Linked DNA regions of Mus musculus: all the other regions are linked to region 6. The links are chromatin contacts, called in public ChIA-PET, Hi-C and HiChIP or PLAC-seq maps. All regions are on one chromosome and are shown on one strand. The core of a region is the stretch at or near the end of the contact, and the rest is flanking DNA. Distances in the headings are between cores, read along the strand shown. Region 1 has its middle 68 kb from the start of Gm41258. Region 2 has its middle 40 kb from the start of Gm41258. Region 3 has its middle 15 kb from the start of Gm41258. Region 4 overlaps 5430437J10Rik (RIKEN cDNA 5430437J10 gene). Region 5 overlaps Gm41258 (a long non-coding RNA gene). Region 6 holds the start of Ptger4 (prostaglandin E receptor 4 (subtype EP4)). Region 7 has its middle 66 kb from the start of Gm41258.

Region 1 (2,700 bases), core at 10-2,509, 500 kb after region 6:
AACAGTGTCTGGAAGATAGTAAATATTGTCTCCCTGTTGCTAGGAGACCCATGCCAGCTTGTGCTCAGGAAGCTGTTAACTGCTGTGCAAATGCAGAATTGTGGAGTTAGCAACATTGTAAAATATACTTCAGAAAGAACTGGTTAAATAGATCACTTTAGAATCAGAAGGGAATATTGAATTGCTGTTAAAGAATGTCAGGTGGGGCCTCCTAGAAAGAGCAGTGGGTAAAGGTGCTTGATCCACAAGCATGAACACCTGAGCCTGATCCCTAGAAACCTGGTGGAAGGAAAAGCAGAAACCAGTTTTTAGAAAGTTGTTCTCTGACCTCCATACATAGGCTTATGAATGAGTATGTGCGCACACTTATACACACAAATAATGATTTAATTATATGAGGTAGTTCTGCCAATACACTTTAGAGTATATGGTTAAGTAAACAATTGTAAGAAATGCAATGGTTTACGATGTAGCTCTGTTAGGTTTCTCTGGTTGCTCACTTAGCTTTCACAAAGCTCTGGGTTCCATTCCTAATAGTAGAAACTGGGTTTCATAGAACACATCTGAAATCTGAGTCATTTGTAAGGTGGAAACAGGAAAGTCAGAAATTTGAGTCCATGGTAGGCTATGTAGGAAAGTTTAAGGACTACCATAACTATGTGGCAACAAAATGTCAAAGAAAAATAAACCCAGAACCAGAAGGAAATATAATAAATAAAATAGGACAATACCAAATTATCAAAATTCTCATAGCCTTATATCTTTCATGTGAACACCCCCTGAGGCACTGCTGGGCAGATCTGCAGAATAGCTCCTCTCAGCAACTGGACTTGAGACCTGGGCAGGGGGGAGTAGGAGCTGTGTTATCTGTACTATTTCAGCCATTCACCCCTGTCGTCTTTGGGTTATTTTTCAACAAGTGAAAATGTTTTCTAAAGCATAAGAGTACACATTTAGTAAATACATAAGGTGAAAAGAAGACAGCAGCAGGTGGCGAGTCATGGAATCCGAGCATTTGGAAGGCTGAGGCAGGAGCATTGCCATGGTTTGAAGCCAGCTTGAGCTGTTTAGTGATCCTCAGGACTAATAAACAACAAACAGAAAACAACAACAATAGAAGCAATAAAGCAAAACCAGAAGAAGAATACAACATGGATTCTCTTTTGTTTCTTTCCTCAAGTAACAAACAGTGCTTGCAGCAGGTCAGTATAACGCTCCAGTGACTCTAAATTACCCGCAAGAATAAGGTTCCACTCTGCACACCAGGAAGTGTGTTCTGCAAGGTGGGGAGAAAATAGGCTCTCAACTGTTTATGTATTTAGTGTGTTTCTATAGATGACTTCTTCCCCACACCCAAAAATAATAACCCGACTCAGCCCTGTTGTATATATTTCTGTTGGGTGTTAGCATACCACTGGAACCTGCAATAGTAATCTATTAACAGGTCCATTTCTGCTGTGCCATCTTTCAAATTGGTGGAGTAGAGCCCACAAAGGAAGTGGAATCCTTCAGCTGTGAGATGTGTGTGAGTGGGAACGCAGTTTGCACTGGGGAATGAAACAGGTGCCACGTTGGCTGAGTGCTTGCAAGGACTTTGATATTGGAGCATGATTGACTACCAAAGCTTTAAAGACAAAGTAAACCATGCTTTTGTTTATAATTATTTGTGAACATTCCAGCCTCAGCTCTCTTCTCTGGTCCTGTTTCCTGCGTCAGTTTGGAACACAGCATGTGTTGGATTAGGGAAGTATGTCTGACCATGTAAACCAGGGGCTCATTTTCTAGAATCATCCCGTCCCCAAGTTTACCTTGTCTCCTAAATAATGATGATATAAGAAAGATAAGAGAAAACAAGGAAAAACAGAGGAAGGAAAGTAAACCCTATTCTTGCTCTTTTATTTTGATTTATCTAATCATTGTTTTTAGAGTTATTTAACAAGCACATATAGTGCTTACTCATCTTTGCATTTATTTGATAAAGAAAATACATGTATAAGTAATATAGACTGAGTGGGGTTTATTTATTTGTTTAGGAATATATACATACATATACATATGTGTGCGCATGCAAGTATAACTAGTAATGATAAATGACATCACAGATTTAATAGAGAACAAGGAGAAGTATATGGTATGTTTCAGAGGGAGGAAAGGGAAAGAGGGGATGATGTAATTATATTATAATCTCAAAACATAAAACCAATAACTTACAAAACATCTGAGGAGGGGGGATTTTACAAGGCACATGTTTAATTATATTGCGATACATTTTTAAAAATCGAATTTTAAAACAATGTCAGATCTTGGAGTCACAGACAGGTGTGGGCTGCCCCCTGGGTGCTGGGAATTGTACCTGGGTCCTCTGGAAGAGAATTCAGTGCTCTTAACCTCTGAGCATTCTGTCTAGCCCATGACCCATTCTTCAACAAAGCCAGTTAACCCACTGACTGAAAATGGAGTCACAATGTTAGTGCAAAGGAATTGGATAACAGTTTAAGATATTTACAATCTCTCACACATTGCTTCTCAGTCAATAACCTTGATAACCCCTTTCTTGCTCAGCAAATACAGGCAGGCCTTCCTGGAAGTTCTTTCCTTCTTTACTGTGATATACTCCTGCTACTGGTTTCAGAAAAATGAACTGCTCTGTGATTTTTATAGGAATTCATGAAGCTAAGGAATATCATCAAACATGAGATG
Region 2 (2,737 bases), core at 204-2,703, 390 kb after region 6:
CATCACCTGTTTGGTTGTGTTTTCCCTGCAATTCTCTAACGGATTTTTGTGCTTCCTCTTTAATGTCTTCTACCTGTTTAGCAGTGTTCTCCTGTATTTCTTTAAGTGAATTATTAAAGTTCTTCTGGATATCTTCTATCATCATCCTGAGATATGCTTTTAAATCTGGGTCTAGCTTTTCGGGTGTGTTGGGGTGCCCTGGACTGGGCGAAGTGGGAGTGCTGGATTCCGATGATGGTGAGTGGTCTTGGTTTCTGTTAGTAAGATTCTTATGTTTACCTTTCGTCATCTGGTAATCTCTGGAGTTAGTTGTTATAGTTGTCTCTGTTTAGAGATTGTTCCTCTGGTGATTCTGTTACCCTCTATCAGCAGACCTGGGAGACTAGGTCTCTCCTCTGAGTTTCAGTAGTCAGAGCACTCTCTGCAGGCAAGCTCTCCTTTTACAGGGAAGGTGCACAGATATCTGCCATTTGGACCTCCCTTCTGGCGGAAGATGAAGGCCCAAAACAGGACCTTTCCCAGAAGCTGTGTTGCTTTGGCCTGTCACAGAAGCTGTTCGCTTCTGTGTGCACACTCTCACCTGTGCAGACTACTTTTCGGGCGGAGTCTCAGAACAAGATGGCTCCCTCCGCTCCTGAGGCCGTGAAAGATATTTATGACAAGAACTTCAAGTGTCTGAAGAAGGAAACAGAAGAAGATCCCAAAAGATGGAAAGTTCATCCATGCTCGTGGATTGGCAGGATCAATATAGTAAAAATGGCCATCTTACATCTACAGTTTCAATGCTATCCTCATCAAAGTTCAGACTCAATTCTTCATAGAGTTAAAAAAAAAAAGCAAATTGCAATTTCATTTGGAATAACAAAATACTCAGGATAGCAAAAACTATTCTCAACAATAAAAGAACTTCTGGTGGAATCACCATGCCTGACCTCAAGGTGTACTACAGAGCAATTGTGATAAAAACTGCTTGGTACTGGTACAGCGACAGACAGGTAGATCAATGGAATAGAATTGAAGACCCAGAAATGAACCCACATATATATGGTCACTTGATCTTTGACAAAGGATCTAAAACCATCTAGTGGAAAGAAGACAAGGGATAACATTTGAAATGTAAATAAAGAAAATATCTAAAAAAAATAAATGTAAAAAAAGTGTTAGTGATGTGAATGACAGCTTTTGGCAAAAGCAGTATATTCATATTCTAAGGTGGGAAGACACATAATCGATTTTAGAATTGGATGGATCAGTAGTTTTGCTTAACAAAGGATGTTTATTATCCGTACTCATCACAACTTCACAACTGTTTTCAATCCATTTCTCATGGGCCTTCACTGGCCATGCTCCATCTTCTGGATAAAATTCAGTCTTACTCCTTATCATATCTGCAGCATGAATCAGGGACATGTTCCTCCCTTTCCTTTCATTTCTGTGGAATCCACTACATTTGTCATGTTCATTACCAGGAACCTCTGGTTCCTCTTTCCTTTCATGACAGAGTTACTGGCTCTTCTCTTTGCATAGCAGAATTCCCAAATTAAATTTGTAGTTTAGCTACCCCTCTCTTACTCCCTCTACATCACATGATCAAAGCAATCAAATCATGAGTTAAAGACAAACAAAACAAGCTGAACCATTATAAAGAGAAAGACTCTATGGTAATTGACAGGCAAAGAAGAAACTTAGTTGGATGAGATCGTGAAAATGCTCACATAAAAAAAGCAGAAATAAAATGCCTATAGTTAACAGAACCATTGCTAGCCAGCTTCTATTTAGAACACCACAGAGGGTACAAAAGAAAAAAAATATCAAAACTATGAACAAATATCTGCTATAAGACAAAGCTCATTCCTTGTTTGTTCAATTCACCAGAAAAAACACAACAAAGAAATATTTTAAAGAAACAGAATTGAAGCTCTTCATCTGTTCTAAATTCTACACTTTGGAATGTGGTGATATAAATTTCAGTATTCTGGTACAAGTATTCTCAGTCCTTTGCCCCTTTTAATAATTTATAATTAGGGAGATTTGTTTGTTTAGTACAGTCAGTCCATCCTGTGATTTAGATGTGCTGGAAGCAATATGGCTGCTTCCAGCCTTGCAATAGCGAGTTAACAGAATAGGACAGTTAACAGTGAGCCCAGCCTAACACAGTGGTCTGAGATCAAACCCACATCTCTGGTCTTGAAGTTCAGAGAAAAGTAAATTTGGTACCAAGATAAATTGTGCTGAGACATTTCCTAATTGGACTTGATATTTGGACATTTTGATTCTTTTGATGTTTAGCATCCAATCTAAGGACAACATAGCAATTATAAACAAAATGTTTTATAAAGTACGTGTTGCCAAATGACCAGGAGTCTACTACTGAAGTTATAGGAAGGCTCTCTTCATGATTTGGGGATGCAAATTCTACATCCATTGCTCTGATCTGTTATGCAGGGTCTGAATTAGTAAAGGCATATTCTATCAGATGTGAAGTACTCAGATAACTTACCAGTCAAAAGCTTTTAAGTTTATATGCATGTGTCTCTTTTTGAGTATGAAATTCCAAATGCAAATATAATGTGATTGGGAGTGTTAGAAAAATACCAATAAAAGAGAGAGAGAGAGAGAGAGAGAGAGAGAGAGAGAGAGAGAGAGAGAGAGAGAGAAAGGAAGAAGAAGAAGAAGAAGGAGGAGGAGGAGGAGGAGGAGGAGGAGGAGGAGGAGGGAGGGAGGGAGGGAAAAAGAG
Region 3 (2,912 bases), core at 232-2,731, 410 kb after region 6:
TGTCCTATTAATTTTTATGACCAGATTTGCTAAACCTAATGCCAGGAACATATTCAAGATAAAACAATCTGAATATACAAAAGCAGGCTGCTCAATGTTTCTTAGGAATTTTAGAATATAACATTCTTTTTTAAAGTACACATACCTTGGCAGTAACCAACAACTCTCTATTGCATTAAAGACTCACTCAACAAGGGGGAAATCATGTCTAGCACTGAAGCCAACTGCCCTGAGCTAATGAACTCATGTATCTTGGAGAAGCTACAGCCTCTACTTTACTAAGACACCATAATCTTTAAATGCATTCTAAATATTTGTCTTTATACACAAATAAGTGTAGTTCTTGCCCTGTACCAAGGAATCTTTGCAATAGACAGAGACCCTATACAAAAACAAAGCAAAACAAAACAAACAAACAAAAAACTAGAACCAACTAGGAAAAGCTGATAGTAGAAGAAAGTCCTCCCTGGAGAAGAGCATACCAATTGGTGATCTAAGAGCAAATTCTCAGCCCTGAGAATGTATTCCTACAAGTGATGTTACACAGACTAGACAGATTGCACATATGTAACAGGTTAATATGTAATATGTAATAAGCGTCCACTAATTTGACAGTGAGTGGAGGAGGTGCACAGAAGGATTTGGAGGGAAGAGAGGGAAGAGGTAATTATGTAATTATATTATAATCTCAAAAATAAAAAAAATACAACTGAAAAGGTCACCCTTTCCCAGAGATTCATGTTCTCTTCTCCATCACCACTATTTCTCCACATCAAGCCTTTGTTAAAATTTCTAATTAATCCAAATTTCCTCAGAATGTTCCCAAAAGTTTCAATCCCCCAGAAATCAATTCCAGTTTAGGAGAAAGGTTTGGGTGTGGTTGGGTGTGGAAGGTTCAGTTCCCAGAATAGGAGTTTTCCTGTGTAGATGAATGAACTTTGGTTAGTAAAATGGACTACTGTATTTCCAAATGGGAATACAGACAATTCAAGGAAACTTTCTTCTCACCACAGCCATATACTGATGAAAGTTGCTGAGACATTCCAGAAAAGTAAGTACTGAAAAATATTAGAACAAGAAGCAGTAAACAGAGAAACAGGGCCTAACTCTAACCCCAAGCCCATGGTTTATCATTTTCTAAAGTCTTTTATTACGGAATTTTACTTTTTTGTTCTAGGAAAACCATAAGAGTAATAATTTCAAGGAATCAACGGGTCTTGGACCTCAGAACTGAATGACAAATAAATTCCAATATAGGTGTTTTTATCTTACGGCGGGGAGTTAGGGAAATTCACTAGGATCAGATCTTGGAATGCCCTCTTACTTACTTCCCAGTGTTTTCAGAGCTGCTTCTTGTTTGCTTCTGCTTGAGGAGGCTCTCACACTCAGCAGATTGGATTATCCACAGTGCTGTGGCAAAGGTTAGCTCCTTGAGAGCAACCATACTTCAAGATGCACTGAGACGTCCAGATAAGCAAACCCTGTACGGTACAGATAAAAATGGGACAGGCTCCTGCTCCCTGCTGCAGAGGTAATAGAAAGTCAGTCTGTACTTTATGTTCAAAGGCAAGACTGACTTTTCTGTGGCTTCTTAAGGTCATGGATCATGTAATCTCTGATTCCATCTGCCACCAACGCGCTCTGAGAGACAAAACTCTCACTTGCTTTCCCTTCCAGCCATTGAAATGAAGACTTATAATCCTTTCCTATGCCCTTTAAGCCATTCTCTAAACAAGGAAACAGGATAATTTCTGCAAGGTCTTATCTTGACTTTAATAGTATGTTAACAGAAATACTTATATTCACGCATTTTAAAATGATATTAAAGTATGTTTTGGTGATTCTACTGTAATTGTTATATATGCCAAATGCCAAACATGTTTTTTGTTTTGCTTTTGTTTTTTTTTTTTTTTTTACTTTTTCTTACTTGCAGGCTTTTAATGCATTTTCCACGTATTGCCAATGTATTGGAACTATGAAAAAAATTATTTTGTGTTTGATACACAGAAGCTAGATTTATTTCCTATATCTTTTAGATTTCTAAGTAGCTTTATATGCGTGAAATATTTTACCTCATGAAGTCATTCTAAAAGTTTATTTAACTTAGGATAAGGACATTTAATGTTAATAAACTCATAAAAACTAACATATTACTATCCACTAGCTAGGGAACTCTACATTAACTATATTAAAGCTATAAGATTACTTATATTAGTAAAGAAAGATGTTATAGATGTTGAAGATAGTTTTTCCTTAAGCGACAAATACCTCCAGTGCTTAGAGTTCATTTGTTTATGTGTTGATATCTTTCACAAAATCTCAAAATTAAAGAATGGAGATGACTTTAAATATTGATTCATTATAGGATAATATCTATGGCGAGAAATCAGAGCACATGAAGAAAAGGTGTAGTAAGGAAGCAGCTACAACTTAATAAAGTTTACAAACGTTCTCTGCAAGCTGATGTCTGTGTCACAGACATGCTCTGTAAGTATGTGCTTAAAAGTTTCAGTTGTAGTATTGACAATACTGTCAATAAAATACATGAGTGGCTGGTAAGTGTGGTCAAAGATTGAAATAAAATGTCCCCTTGTGTGTTTTCATGAACAAAACTTACTATTTGTAAGAAAACGATTAAATACCTGTAATCAGAAAGAGATATGTGTCAAAGCATGAAACAGACCCTGTTTTGGCTATTTTAGAAGAATCAACTTGATACAAGCTAGAGTCATCTATAGGCAAGGTTATGGGGCATTTTCTTGATTGGTGATTATGAGGGGGAGCCCAGCCCACTGTAGGCAGAGTCAACCCTGGACCAGTGGTCCTGGGAGGTGTAAGAAAGGCAGCTGAATATGACCTGGGGAGCAATCCAGTAGTAGTGTTAGAATTTTATAAAGAATGTGGGACATCTA
Region 4 (2,740 bases), core at 131-2,630, 330 kb after region 6:
GAATTCAAGGAACAATATAAAAAATAAAATAATCTAATTAAAAATGGAGTTCAGGTCTAAGCAGAAAAATGTCAGTAGAGAGAACTACAGTTGGGAATCACTTACAGAAAGAAATGTTCAACATCTTCAGCCACCAGAGAGATGCAAATCAAAACCACTTTGAGATTCCATCTCACACAAACCAAACCCAAACCAAATCAAACCAAACAATTCAAATTAATATTTCATTTCAAATCAATCTACAATGGGAGTACAAGAGATATTAATAACAAATCTACAAATATTTGCTTATTTGTGGATATAAATTCTTGTTCACACTTTATTTGTAATGTTTGTGTGATTACCGTTTGCATTTGTATAAACTAATTATCTTGGAGATTGTTTAGATGTTTTTAAAGTAATGGCTTTTAGACAGCAAACAAACAAAAAATCATGAAGTTGATACTTTTACATGATGTAGACAGCGAAGCTGAATACTAGACAATGTTTTAGTTGCATACATTCATCAAGTGCCATGTCACAGACTACGACTCAAATCTAGACAAGTTGACAATTCTGCAGTGTCACATGCCTCTTATGAGATGCAACTTCTACTTCAGCTGACCTTGTTGATCTTCTCCTCATCTATGGTCACATTATAGTCTTTGCTAACAATCATGGCCTCTTTGCTGTTTTAGTATTACAAAGAAATTAATATGTGAAAACTTCAACTTTGATATACAGATTCATTTGTCCTCATAATGTTCATACAGAGAGGTCAAGTGAGTATTTGTCTACACAGGTGCCCAAAAGAGACCTAGAAAGACTGTGCTTTCTTGAAGATAATATGAGTAAAAACCCATAAAGCTAAGTCTGATATAAGAAGAGGCTTTGTTGACTCCATTGTGTCTCTTCCCTCATTGTGGTGCTTTTAGCCAAAAGTTTCTCCAAAGAACCTGCTTTTCCTTCAGTCTGTCATGTACCTGTCTGCCTTCCCCCATGACACACTTAGCCAAATCACTTTAGCAAAGTCAGATACCATTCAACCTTCATAAAAAAAACATGACCAGACAGTGGTGGGAGCTCATTTTCTTTCACTTACTGTTTATTCTTGTAGTCTTGGCCACATTTTCTTCTTTTCATTTACTCTGATCTTAGTCTGGCCTTTCCATGTATTGTGAGAGATTGGCTTGATTATTTCTAATTAGTTCTATTTTTATTTGGAAAAGGTTCCAGATGAATAAATACCAAGAAGTAGAAGTCTATGATTGTAATATGGGCCAGACACATTGTTATTCAGTTTTATATTCCTAAAAATTTTTTTACACTTAATGGCTTTTGTCTTTGTCAGTTTATCCCAAACAAATAATAATCACTGTTTATGGCTAAACATACAATTTAGCATTTATTTCAGAATGAGATATAACTTTCAAAACATTATCAGATTTTAAAATGTGATTTAACTTCTAGAAGACGGCTGATTAGCAGTTGATATGTTCTTTTTCTGCTTTAGTGGAGTCCCTTGACTGCTTATGCTGACTGGATAATCTGATGTAAAGACAGGAAAGGGGTAGTAAAAAATAAGCTGTGAAAATGTACCAGAAGTAAAGAAGTCAAACAAGCAACAAGGAGAAAGTAGTCGTTAGTCAGTGTCTGCAAAAGAGTTCAAATGAGATGCTTTTTGACTCCAAAGACCCTCAGCATGCTATCTTGAGTACAGGAAGTACTCTGAGATTTGGTTGGCTTAATTTATGAGTCAGCTCTTCCTTTAATAGATTAATTCTATTTAGCATTGTTCTCCAAGGTTCTGGTCAGACTACATGCAATGAGTTTTCATAATTTATCAGAAGCTCAGAAGAAGCACAAAGCATACTCTAGCTCTGAGAAATAAAGAAAAAAACCCAATAATTTGTAATTTCTAGCATTCTCAGACCTATGAATTTATAACAGTGAAAATGGATCTGATGTTGTCCTGATGGAAACTCAGTTCTGCACATCGCTTCACAGGATCTGGCTTGATGATTAGAATTTTGTGAGAGATTACAATCCTTGCTTCCATGATACACTCTGCAACTGATGAAAAAATATCCTACCTTTTGTTCAGTATGAGATAATTAATGCAGAATGTGAAAGTGTACCTTCTGTTGTAGTGTGTGTGACCTCTGAATCGTGGAGAGGTCAGACAAAGACATCTTAGATGATACCAGCTGGATTCTAGCTGTAATAGATATTTATGTTTGTCTTCATATCTTTCACAGTAGAGTCAGTTATTATTTTCTGTTATATAATTATTTTCCATTGTGTGATGTGCTTTGTCCCTCTGATAGTTGTAAATCCAGTGTTTTGAATGAACTATTTGTATTCCTTGAAATTATTTTTTTATTTCCTTACAAAACTGCTCTATCTTTAGTTCTTACTCAAATTCTTTCTGTTTTCAATGCTGCCTTCATAGTTCCTTGTTTCTTTTCCAGGCCAATAAGCATGTAAGGAAAATGTAAAAAAAAAAAAAAAAAAAAAAAAAAAAAAATGCCCCAAGGTGTGGTTTTTTTTTTTTCCTTCAAGAGATTTGACTTTCTTGGGATTAGTTCCTCTCATACCTATAGCTTTTGTAAACTTGGCACAAACCTAAACACACCTGGGAAGAAAATATCTCAGTTGAGGAATTGCCTGCCTAAGATTGGCATTTGGACAGTTTGTTTTTTTCCTTTTTTAAATTCTGTAGTTCCATGTCTGATGTCAAAGGGCTTTAATGGCTGAAGCC
Region 5 (2,700 bases), core at 76-2,575, 450 kb after region 6:
CTTTTGTATAATTTCTTAGCCCTGAAGGTCTCTTATGATGATTTTCTTAGAGCTTTATTCTCATCATTCTCATCATGAAGATCTTTGTGGTTTATATCTACAGCCTGTTTCTATTTCCTCTTATTATGCAGACCAAGTAACTCAGTTGTAGGTATATGTGGTTTCCACAGCCAAGGCTAGATAGATTCACAGCCTAAAACTCAGATCTACCAATTTAAATATCGGCTTTTGGCTTCTTTTTATAATACTGAGAGAGAAAACTCTCTGTCTCTCTGTCTCTGTCTCTCTGTCTCTGTCTCTCTGTCTCTATCTCTCTGTGTCTCTCTGTCTCTGTCTCTCTGTCTCTCTGTCTCTCTCTCTCTTTCGCTCTCTCTCTCTCTCTCTGTGATTGAACTTTTCTTCCACAACTTAGATTGTATGTATGAATGTTGGTTCTTCAATCTAAATATTATCTTAAATGTTCTTAGAAACAGGTAACATTAATACTACATACTTGGAAATGCATTCTGCTCCTTTTTGAGAAAAAAATATGACAGAAAAAAGCTTCTTGGGCTAAAAGACATTTTTTGTTGCTTAGAAATATGACAAAGGAGTAGCCCTAAGCTTTTGGAAGTGCACCCATGGCTTAAATGGTAGTATGGCACACCATCACAGAGGCAAGAAAAAGAAGAAGAAAATTTTGTCTCTTATGGAATACGTAATAAAGTGTAATTTTTCAAATGGAAGATAGTGTACCCAGAGTTTCAAATTATAGAAAAGAGAAGACACAATTACCTATGTTAGAAAAGTAGAAGCATAGTTGTTTATGGAAATGGCAGTGACTGACAGGAGGCTGGGCAGGGAGAGAGGAGGATGAGGGAAACAGGTTCGCTGAATATTATATGTTTTTAAAAAGGGTCCTTAGGAAATTCATTGGGTAAGTAAACAGAATTACCCATATTATAATTTTCATGAATGTAAACAAAATGTAAAATCAATAGTCTCATCACTTAATAGCTAGCAAAGTGTTAAAAGAATAATGCTTGTATCTGTTTTAACAGCATGTCTTCCTTCATATTTCAGACTAATATTCATTTGGCATGTCCCAGCACTCTATTTCAGCTACATGTAGTTAGCAAGAGGAGAGTCTTCATGGTATGCAGTTTACATTGGAAGAACTTATGCACCAGAAATGTTAACAAATTTTAGTGTGTTAAGTGAACATGTGGCTAATGAAGAGCCTAGGATGCCCAAAATACAGTAAACATCTCCATTGGTGAGAACATCAACCAGCGAAGAAGGTAGCTAGGAAGTGAGGGAGCTCATTAGTCAGCTGTGGTCAGCTGCGGCTAATGTGGAAAACCCCTTTCTGACTTGAAACTGTTATTCAGAGGCCTGAGAGACAGTACATCACCCCCAACACCTTTGACACTTTGGGGTTTAAAACGTTGAGGTGTCAGTGCATAGGCCTGGGTGCTGTGGGAATCTTCTCTCCTAGCCCTGTTCAGAGACTGGCTTCACTAATGTGATGGCTCTTCCAATATTTTCCCATTTTTCTTGTTTTAGCACGCTCTCTTCCTAGAAAGTAGAATATGAAGTATTATTACTGCTTGTCATAGCATTACAGTATGTTTTGTTTTGAAATTTCTCTCTCCTGTGCTTATGTGACCAATATTAAATTGTTGAATTACTTTAGATATTTGTGAAAATTAGAAGCTTATATAGTTGCTTCTTTTTTTGTTATTTTATTTTATTTTTTAATTAGGTACTTATTTCATTTACATTTCCAATGCTATCCCAAAAGTCCCCCACACATTCCCTCACCTACTCCCCCACCCACCCACTCCCACTTCTTGGCCCTGGCATTTCCCTGTACTGAGGCAGATAAAGTTTGCACGACCAATGGGTCTCTTTCCACTGATGGCCGACTAGGCCGTCTTTTGATACATATGCAGCTAGAGACACGAGCTCTGGGGGGTACTGGTTAGTTTATATTGTTGTTCCACCTATAGGGTTGCAGATCCCTTTAGCTCCTTGGTTACTTTTTCTAGCTCCTCCATTGGGGGCCCTGTGATCCATCCAGTAGCTGACTGTGAGCATCCACTTCTGTGTTTGCTAGGCCCCGGCATAGTCTCACAAGAGACAGCTATAGCAGGGTCCTTTCAGCAAAATCTTGCTAGTGTATGCAATGGTGTCAGCGTTTGGAAGCTGATTATGGGATGGATCCCAAATATGGCAGTTTCTAGATGGTCCATCCTTTCATCTCAGCTCTAAACTTTGTCTCTGTAACTCCTTCCATGGGTGTTTTGTTCCCAATTCTAAGAAGGGGCAAAGTGTCCACACTTTGGTCTTCCTTCTTCTTGAGTTTCCTGTGTTTTGCAAAGTGTATCTTATATCTTGGGTATTCTAAGTTTCTGGGCTAATATCCACTTATCAGTGAGTACATATTGTGTGAGTTCCTTTGTGATTGGGTTACCTCACTCAGGATGATGCCCTCCAGGTCCATCCATTTGCCTAGGAATTTCATAAATTCATTGTTTTTAATAGCTGAATAGTACTCCATTGTGTAAATGTACCACATTTTCTGTATCCATTCCTCTGTTGAGGGGCATCTGGGTTCTTTCCAGCTTCTGGCTATTATAAATAAGGCTGCTATGAACATAGTGGAGCATGTGTCCTTCTTACCAGTTGGAAAATCTTCTGGATATATTCCCAGGAGAG
Region 6 (2,846 bases), core at 139-2,638:
ATGGCACAGATGATGCTGAGACCCGACAGACCGAAGAAAAGTAGGATGAAGGTGCTATAGTCACACAGTGCCTGGTCTCCGGGCCACTGGCCCTTCATGTATGTGGCGATGGTCACCGGGCTTACCAACAAGGTGCCCAGAAGGTCAGTGACAGCCAGCCCACATACTAGAGTGTAAAAGGTCGTCTCTTTCTGCTCCTTGCGCGACTTGCACAATACTACGATGGCCACCAGGTTGCCCACCACCCCGAAGATGAACATCACTGCGGGAATGGTCACCGGGCTGTTCAGCCTCTCCGGAGTGGAGGAGAAGGACGCGTTGACTCCGGGGATGGACATGATGGTGGTGGTTAGTAACACACAGCGTTGGAGCTCACGGTTCGATCTAGGAATGGTACCTAGAGAGAAAGAGAAACGAGCCATTTACCACTTGCAAGGTGTTCGACCCATGGCCAAAATGCTGTGTCGCAGAGATAAGGAGAGCACCCAGATCCAACTTCCTCATCGGTAGCTACTCATTAACTGTGACTACTTAAATTCCCAAGGTCTGGATCCGTTCTGTCAAGAGCACCGCTCTGCTGACATTAATATATTTATTTCCCGCCTATCCCCACCCCCACCGCTCCATAATCAGCTCATTCCCTCGCCGAGATGAGCAAGACCCTTCTCAAGGGAAAAGTGACTCCCTAGTGATATTCCCCACAGAATGGATAAAATGCTCATCGAAAGAAGTTATGGACATTTTGGGACACTATGGGACATTCTGTTCTTTGGTTTCCCGGAAGAGCGCCTGAACACGCAAAGACCTCCATCCCGACTTACCTGTAGGGTGGGGTTAGGAGCCCGGTGTGCCCAAGGCTCAGGCCTCAGATGTTCAGGACCTACCTCCAACCTCAGCCATCAGTCTCTTCCCACGCAGTGCGGAACTTGTCAAGCTTTTGCTGTCTCGGAACCGGGGCTCGGTGGCTGCCAACTTTCCGGAACTGAGGTCAGAGTATCTTGCTTTCAAAAAAGCTTGGAAAGCCAGAGAGGCTAGCGGGATGGGTCGGTGAAGACCAGTCTGGGGTTTCTTGTTTGATTTACTAACGCCTCCTCCTTTCAAAGGCGAGTCTCAGCTTTGCAGGGCCCGCGCAGGTCTAGTGCGGGAGGTCAGCGTCCAGGTGTGTCGCCGCCACGCGTGCAGGTGGAACAGAGCGTAGGTCCGGGCTCCCTCCTCCCCAGCAGCGGGCTGAACGGACAGCTACCGGAGAAGGCGGCTGCCGCTGAGGCCGCTCCTTGGGCTCTGGGGGCGGCACGGGGTCCACTGGGCCTGGGGCTCTGACCTGAGGCCGTTCATCTTCCTCTCCCGCTGCCGGGTTTCGAGCTTCGCTCTCGGCGTCTCCAGCCTCTGAACAAACTTTTCTCCTCCCGCAAGTTTCCCCGGAGGGGGCGGAGACAGTCATAGCGCGGCCCGGGCTTCCATTGGCTGATCTGGAAAGGGGGCGGGGCGAGACCTCCTCTAGCACCGCCTAGGAGCCCGGTGATGGAGGGCGGGGCGGAGAGCTGCGGAGGTCTGGAGGGACCTGCGGGGGTGCCACCCGGCTGCGGGTGCAGCTTCAGTGCCTTCCCTCCCTCGAAGGTACCGAAACCCCCCAGATCGAGTCCCCAGGAAACGCCAGCTCGAGCTTCGCCACTCCCAAGCTGGGCATTTAGCGGGAATGATGCTGGGACCTGTGTCTGGTCTACATTGCTCTGCGGGTTAGAGTGGTTAAATTCTCGCATCTTCCACCCACAGATCAAACATGTGGGTCTTGAGATGTCGGGACAATTGCTTTAGGGCTCTACCCGGGAGCCACAGAGCGGAGAGGAAAAGTGGGTGTGTGGTTGTCCGTGGGTGTGTACGCCCGAGAGCTCCGGGTGGGACTTGGCAGAGGCACGGTGAGTAGGTACCAGGCTTGGGCGGGGAGGCGACTAAGAATCCATCCTCTCACCATAAAAGGAGTTACTTGGCAGTGCCCTAGCTGCGCTCAATAGGGCACCAAAGCGGAGGCGGGGAGGAAGGCGAGCAACACGGAACTGCAACTTCTCACTTAGATGGCAGAGTTTAGGGCTTTCTTTGGAGACCTGTGGCCCACAGGCACACCTGAGATTTAGTTGAGGGGGACTGTTTAACTGTAGAGAGAGAGCATTCTTCCTCAGGAAGGCTGAAACAAGTGCTTTCCTGTTCAGTTTCTGCTAGCCATCTTCACCTGCGGGATGAGAGGGGTTTGAAATTCAAGCAAATTAACGAATTTCCAGGCGTTGCCTCTTTGTTAACTCGGAAAAGGTCTATTTGCCTTTCCCTATTCTTTGGTTTATAGTTTGTTCGGCTTCTTCTTTGATGAGGAACAATCATTTCTTAATTATCAACTATTCTCCTAAAAAACAGAATTTAAGATCGGAAAACACCAGGGGGCAATTAAAACCCTGTCACCAGATCCTTTAAAAACTACACAATGAGACTGTAGTATGGTTTTCTGAACAATTCAACTTCTTACAAAAACCTCACTCCATGCTTAGCATCTAACCGGGTAACTAGGTGGCTTGAATCTTGTGTGAAACAAGTAGGTATGCCTCTACTGTTATTTATGGGGGCTGGAGAGATGGCTCGGCAGTTAAGAGCACTGACTGCTCTTCCAGAGGTCCTGAGTTCAATTCTCAGCAACCACATGGTGGCTCACAACCATCTGTAATAAGATCTGATGCCCTCTTCTGGTGTGTCTGAAGATAGCTACAGTGTACTCACATAAATAAATCTTTTTTTTTTTTAAATCTGCCAAGAATTTATGATTCTTCAGCAAGCCTCAGAAACAAACGAGTAGTGAGAGA
Region 7 (2,700 bases), core at 120-2,619, 360 kb after region 6:
CAATAAAACAATTCTAATGTCATGGTGCTATATGCATGGATCAGAGCAGTGCTCAGTCTTAACCAGTTGTTAAGTAGTTGTGAGATAGTAACTCACAACTGGATAACTTGTAGAGATTGAGAGATTTTGGAGCACTCAATACTAAGTGGGATGTCTTTATCAAAGCCCTCCCTTCATGGCTCAGAAACTTGAAGAGGAAAGTTTGTTAGAGTTACAGGGGATAGATGACTCTAAGAAAACATTGTCTTCCAGATACAACAGGGTGGATGTACATATGAACTCATAACTGTAGCAATATGTATACAAACAGAACAAGCCAAATGGAGGTCCCAACACCAAGTGAGGGGATTGGATACACAGTCTCACTGAGATAAGAAGCCAGGCAGTGGTGGCGCATGTCTTAAATCCCAGCACTTGGGAGGCAGAGGCAGACAAATTTCTGAGTTTGAGGCCAGCCTGGTCTACAGAGTGAGTTCCAGGATAGCCAGGGCTACGCAGAGAAACCCTGTCTTGAAAAAGAAAAAAAGAAAAGAACAAAAAGCTGTCTGAGATTGATATCTGTTGGCAAAAGGAAAGTCAGCTGTAGATAAAGGGAGTTTCACCTGTTAAACCAACTGCACTTATGCTCAGGAACAAACTGCGAGCACAAATAAAGTCAAGGGTATTTTGGACTTTTTGTTTCACTGTCTTTTATTTTTGCAATTTTTGTCATTGCTTTTTGCTTTTTAAAAATGTTTGTGGGTCCTTTGTGTTTCTTGTTTTCTTATCAGAGAGTGTGAGAGACAGAGACAGAGAGAGCGGGGGGGGGGAGAGAATATAAAGTTGGGTGGGTAGGGATATGGAAAGGAGATGGAAGGAGATGAGAGAAGAGAAATCATAATCAGAATATGGTTGTATGAATGTATTTTTTCAAAAATAAAGGAAAAAGAAGGCAGAGTTTCCTAATTTATTGTGATTGTTATTACTACCACTATAGCTATTATAGTAAGCAGACCCTGTACATTGTCAAAAGAAGTATCCAGGGAAGAAGTAAAAGGTTAGGGTGAGCATTCATGTGTTCTGCTGATACTGTCGACATCACATGGTGCCTAGTTTGTACTAAAAGATCAGAGTTTTTGGTCGTTGTCAGAAGTACTTAGGGTGTGACTAGTTCCTCATAAAATGAAGTGAACAAATTTCTTGAAGGTCTGTAAATAATTCCCCGTGGCAAAGATTTCAACTGAGAAATGACCTATGTGATTCCCATAATAGAGACTATCACCTGATTTGGGTTGGTAGCTCCTATCTGTCAGCTGAAAGCTAACACTTTGCATCCACTGTCTTGTGCATGCAATCCCACAACTGCTGCTGAGGAACCAAAAGCTCATGCAGCTGACAGGGCTTCACCAGCCAACTCGTCACATTGCTGTGGAAGGTCATCAGCGAAGCTCATGCTGTATGGAGAACTAATGAGACTGAAAATAGAATGTTCTAGGAACAGACAACAGATCAGGGGAATTCCCATGAATGTAATTTACATAAGCATAGTAAAAATAAGTGTTCTATATGAACCCAGAGACAGGACAGAAGGTCTTAAAGGTCTATTTTTCACCTATTTTCTGTGAGATGACATCATTCTATCTCCCAGTAGCAATCCTGTGGATCTGCTTGTTTTCTATTGTGCTTAAGAGTCACACCATAGGAGTCCTGAAGGGTTCCTTCATTTTACCCTCATGCTGAAGTTGTTTCTCTTCATTTGTTTTCTTCTCTGGTTGGGGACTGTTCCGAAGACTCCAGGAGGCACTTATTGCCTGTGCAGAGGGCATCTTGCTTTGGATGCCCTACATTTTGTTTTCATGGTTGACCTGGTGTTCTTTTGATCAGTAGGTTGTCCAGGAAGGATGGCTGGAGGGATATAGATGTATGAATGCTTATGCATGTGTGTATGTGTGTATGTATGTATGCATGTATGTGTGCATGTGTGTGTATGTATGTATGTATGTATGTATGTATGTATGTATGTGTATATGTGTGTATGTGTGCATGTGTGTATGTATGTATGTATGTATGTGTATATGTGTGTGTATGTGTGCATGTGTGTATGTATGTATGTATGTATGTATGTATGTATGTATGTATGTATTATGTATGTGTTGTGTGTATGGTCATTGCTTATTTTACCCAAGGACTTGGAGCTTTAGAATCCATTCTCCAATGGAAAAAAATGGGGACAGTGACATGAATGGCAGATGGTGCTCAGTTGCAGTTAAGCTTGTAGTTCCCTCTGGACCAAAGTTTATTTCCTTCCTCAGCTCATCATTACAGTCCTAACCCAAATATTGAACAACATGAGTGTATTTGAAGATAGGGCCACTAGAAGAGGCAAGTAAATTTATGTGTGGTTAATATGGTGTAGCCACATTTAGTCTCAAAATTACTTTCTTTATGAGAAATGGGGGCTTGAATATATAGAGAAATTAAGGGTGATTGTGCTCAGAGAAAGGAAGAAGCTAGCAATCTGAATATCAGCATGAGAAGCTTCAAGGAAAGCTAAAACTCCTAATACCTTAACTTGGATTCTAAATTCCAGAAATATGAGAAAATCTATTTCTTCTGTCCAAGTCACTCAGTCTGTGGTGTTTTGTATGACAGCCATGGCCACTTACTCTCCCCTTTATTCTCCTTCTCTTCCTTCAGGAGATGTTGGGTGGCTTCCCTGTC

What was found. Hi-C and Micro-C count contacts between places; a contact is called where the count stands out from the background. ChIA-PET counts read pairs in DNA pulled down with a chosen protein or histone mark. HiChIP or PLAC-seq counts read pairs in DNA pulled down with a chosen protein or histone mark.
Region 1: a Hi-C map of uterus shows a contact between it and region 6, with 4 times the contacts expected there. The contact joins the enhancer-like site here to the promoter of Ptger4 in region 6. A contact is called at or near these places in 10 of 39 promoter capture datasets (the 3T3-L1 cell line, HPC-7-derived erythroid cells, embryonic stem cells and 4 more), 3 of 15 datasets of contacts at CTCF or cohesin (the NIH/3T3 cell line, large pre-B cells and pro-B cells), 5 of 484 Hi-C or Micro-C datasets (CD4 T cells, bone marrow-derived macrophages, large pre-B cells and 1 more), 17 of 115 datasets of contacts at active chromatin or transcription factors (the 230-238 cell line, DN3 thymocytes, the NIH/3T3 cell line and 12 more) and 5 of 9 other capture datasets (adipose tissue, embryonic stem cells, liver and 2 more).
Region 2: an H3K4me3 HiChIP or PLAC-seq map of bone marrow-derived macrophages shows a contact between it and region 6, with 11 times the contacts expected there. The contact joins the enhancer-like site here to the promoter of Ptger4 in region 6. A contact is called at or near these places in 9 of 39 promoter capture datasets (3T3-L1-derived adipocytes, hematopoietic stem and progenitor cells, hippocampal neurons and 5 more), 2 of 15 datasets of contacts at CTCF or cohesin (the NIH/3T3 cell line and large pre-B cells), 5 of 484 Hi-C or Micro-C datasets (bone marrow-derived macrophages, embryonic stem cells and uterus), 13 of 115 datasets of contacts at active chromatin or transcription factors (the 230-238 cell line, CD8 T cells, the SCID.adh cell line and 9 more) and 3 of 9 other capture datasets (embryonic stem cells, liver and macrophages).
Region 3: a contact with region 6 is called in an H3K4me3 HiChIP or PLAC-seq map of the SCID.adh cell line, with 32 read pairs. The contact joins the enhancer-like site here to the promoter of Ptger4 in region 6. A contact is called at or near these places in 14 of 39 promoter capture datasets (the 3T3-L1 cell line, 3T3-L1-derived adipocytes, the SN4741 cell line and 8 more), 4 of 15 datasets of contacts at CTCF or cohesin (CD8 T cells, the NIH/3T3 cell line, large pre-B cells and 1 more), 31 of 484 Hi-C or Micro-C datasets (the AML12 cell line, B cells, the C2C12 cell line and 20 more), 27 of 115 datasets of contacts at active chromatin or transcription factors (the 230-238 cell line, CD8 T cells, DN3 thymocytes and 20 more) and 5 of 9 other capture datasets (adipose tissue, embryonic stem cells, liver and 2 more).
Region 4: a Hi-C map of the N1E-115 cell line shows a contact between it and region 6, with 5 times the contacts expected there. The contact joins the enhancer-like site here to the promoter of Ptger4 in region 6. A contact is called at or near these places in 11 of 39 promoter capture datasets (the 3T3-L1 cell line, 3T3-L1-derived adipocytes, the C10 cell line and 7 more), 2 of 15 datasets of contacts at CTCF or cohesin (the NIH/3T3 cell line and large pre-B cells), 3 of 484 Hi-C or Micro-C datasets (the MNK3 cell line, the N1E-115 cell line and bone marrow-derived macrophages), 17 of 115 datasets of contacts at active chromatin or transcription factors (the 230-238 cell line, CD8 T cells, the NIH/3T3 cell line and 10 more) and 4 of 9 other capture datasets (adipose tissue, embryonic stem cells, macrophages and 1 more).
Region 5: a contact with region 6 is called in an RNA polymerase II ChIA-PET map of effector CD8 T cells, with 45 read pairs. The contact joins the enhancer-like site here to the promoter of Ptger4 in region 6. A contact is called at or near these places in 15 of 39 promoter capture datasets (the 3T3-L1 cell line, 3T3-L1-derived adipocytes, the C10 cell line and 9 more), 1 of 15 datasets of contacts at CTCF or cohesin (the NIH/3T3 cell line), 4 of 484 Hi-C or Micro-C datasets (bone marrow-derived macrophages, hematopoietic stem and progenitor cells, myeloid progenitors and 1 more), 13 of 115 datasets of contacts at active chromatin or transcription factors (the 230-238 cell line, CD8 T cells, the SCID.adh cell line and 7 more) and 4 of 9 other capture datasets (adipose tissue, embryonic stem cells, liver and 1 more).
Region 7: an H3K27ac HiChIP or PLAC-seq map of thymic regulatory T cells shows a contact between it and region 6, with 8 times the contacts expected there. The contact joins the enhancer-like site here to the promoter of Ptger4 in region 6. A contact is called at or near these places in 19 of 39 promoter capture datasets (the 3T3-L1 cell line, 3T3-L1-derived adipocytes, the C10 cell line and 12 more), 3 of 15 datasets of contacts at CTCF or cohesin (the NIH/3T3 cell line, large pre-B cells and pro-B cells), 9 of 484 Hi-C or Micro-C datasets (the G1E-ER4 cell line, the HPC-7 cell line, bone marrow-derived macrophages and 3 more), 17 of 115 datasets of contacts at active chromatin or transcription factors (the 230-238 cell line, the NIH/3T3 cell line, the SCID.adh cell line and 11 more) and 3 of 9 other capture datasets (adipose tissue, liver and macrophages).

The regions. Positions count from the first base shown.
Region 1 is chr15:5,740,827-5,743,526 of GRCm38.p6, forward strand. No RefSeq gene overlaps it. Among named protein-coding and RNA genes, the nearest start is that of Gm41258, 68 kb to the left of the region's middle. Within about 2 kb of position 1,260, at least 2 of the 459 cell types and tissues checked have an H3K27ac peak or open chromatin away from gene starts, as enhancers often do. A contact at or near this core is called in pro-B cells and uterus, where this site is marked.
Region 2 is chr15:5,632,473-5,635,209 of GRCm38.p6, forward strand. No RefSeq gene overlaps it. Among named protein-coding and RNA genes, the nearest start is that of Gm41258, 40 kb to the right of the region's middle. Within about 2 kb of position 1,454, at least 1 of the 459 cell types and tissues checked has an H3K27ac peak or open chromatin away from gene starts, as enhancers often do. A contact at or near this core is called in bone marrow-derived macrophages, where this site is marked.
Region 3 is chr15:5,657,525-5,660,436 of GRCm38.p6, forward strand. No RefSeq gene overlaps it. Among named protein-coding and RNA genes, the nearest start is that of Gm41258, 15 kb to the right of the region's middle. Within about 2 kb of position 1,482, at least 13 of the 459 cell types and tissues checked have an H3K27ac peak or open chromatin away from gene starts, as enhancers often do. A contact at or near this core is called in the G1E-ER4 cell line, the N1E-115 cell line, the SCID.adh cell line and 2 more, where this site is marked.
Region 4 is chr15:5,571,826-5,574,565 of GRCm38.p6, forward strand. All of the region lies in intron 2 of 5430437J10Rik (RIKEN cDNA 5430437J10 gene), which reads left to right. Among named protein-coding and RNA genes, the nearest start is that of 5430437J10Rik, 77 kb to the left of the region's middle. Within about 2 kb of position 1,381, at least 1 of the 459 cell types and tissues checked has an H3K27ac peak or open chromatin away from gene starts, as enhancers often do. A contact at or near this core is called in the N1E-115 cell line, where this site is marked.
Region 5 is chr15:5,693,881-5,696,580 of GRCm38.p6, forward strand. The region is part of intron 2 of Gm41258 (a long non-coding RNA gene); the gene reads left to right. Among named protein-coding and RNA genes, the nearest start is that of Gm41258, 21 kb to the left of the region's middle. Within about 2 kb of position 1,326, at least 13 of the 459 cell types and tissues checked have an H3K27ac peak or open chromatin away from gene starts, as enhancers often do. A contact at or near this core is called in CD8 T cells, the SCID.adh cell line, effector CD8 T cells and 1 more, where this site is marked.
Region 6 is chr15:5,242,799-5,245,644 of GRCm38.p6, forward strand. It overlaps Ptger4 (prostaglandin E receptor 4 (subtype EP4)), which reads right to left and starts at 1,389. Exons shown (of 3, transcript NM_008965.2): 1 at 885-1,389; 2 at 1-397. The coding sequence starts at 900.
Region 7 is chr15:5,606,317-5,609,016 of GRCm38.p6, forward strand. No RefSeq gene overlaps it. Among named protein-coding and RNA genes, the nearest start is that of Gm41258, 66 kb to the right of the region's middle. Within about 2 kb of position 1,370, at least 15 of the 459 cell types and tissues checked have an H3K27ac peak or open chromatin away from gene starts, as enhancers often do. A contact at or near this core is called in the SCID.adh cell line, bone marrow-derived dendritic cells, bone marrow-derived macrophages and 2 more, where this site is marked.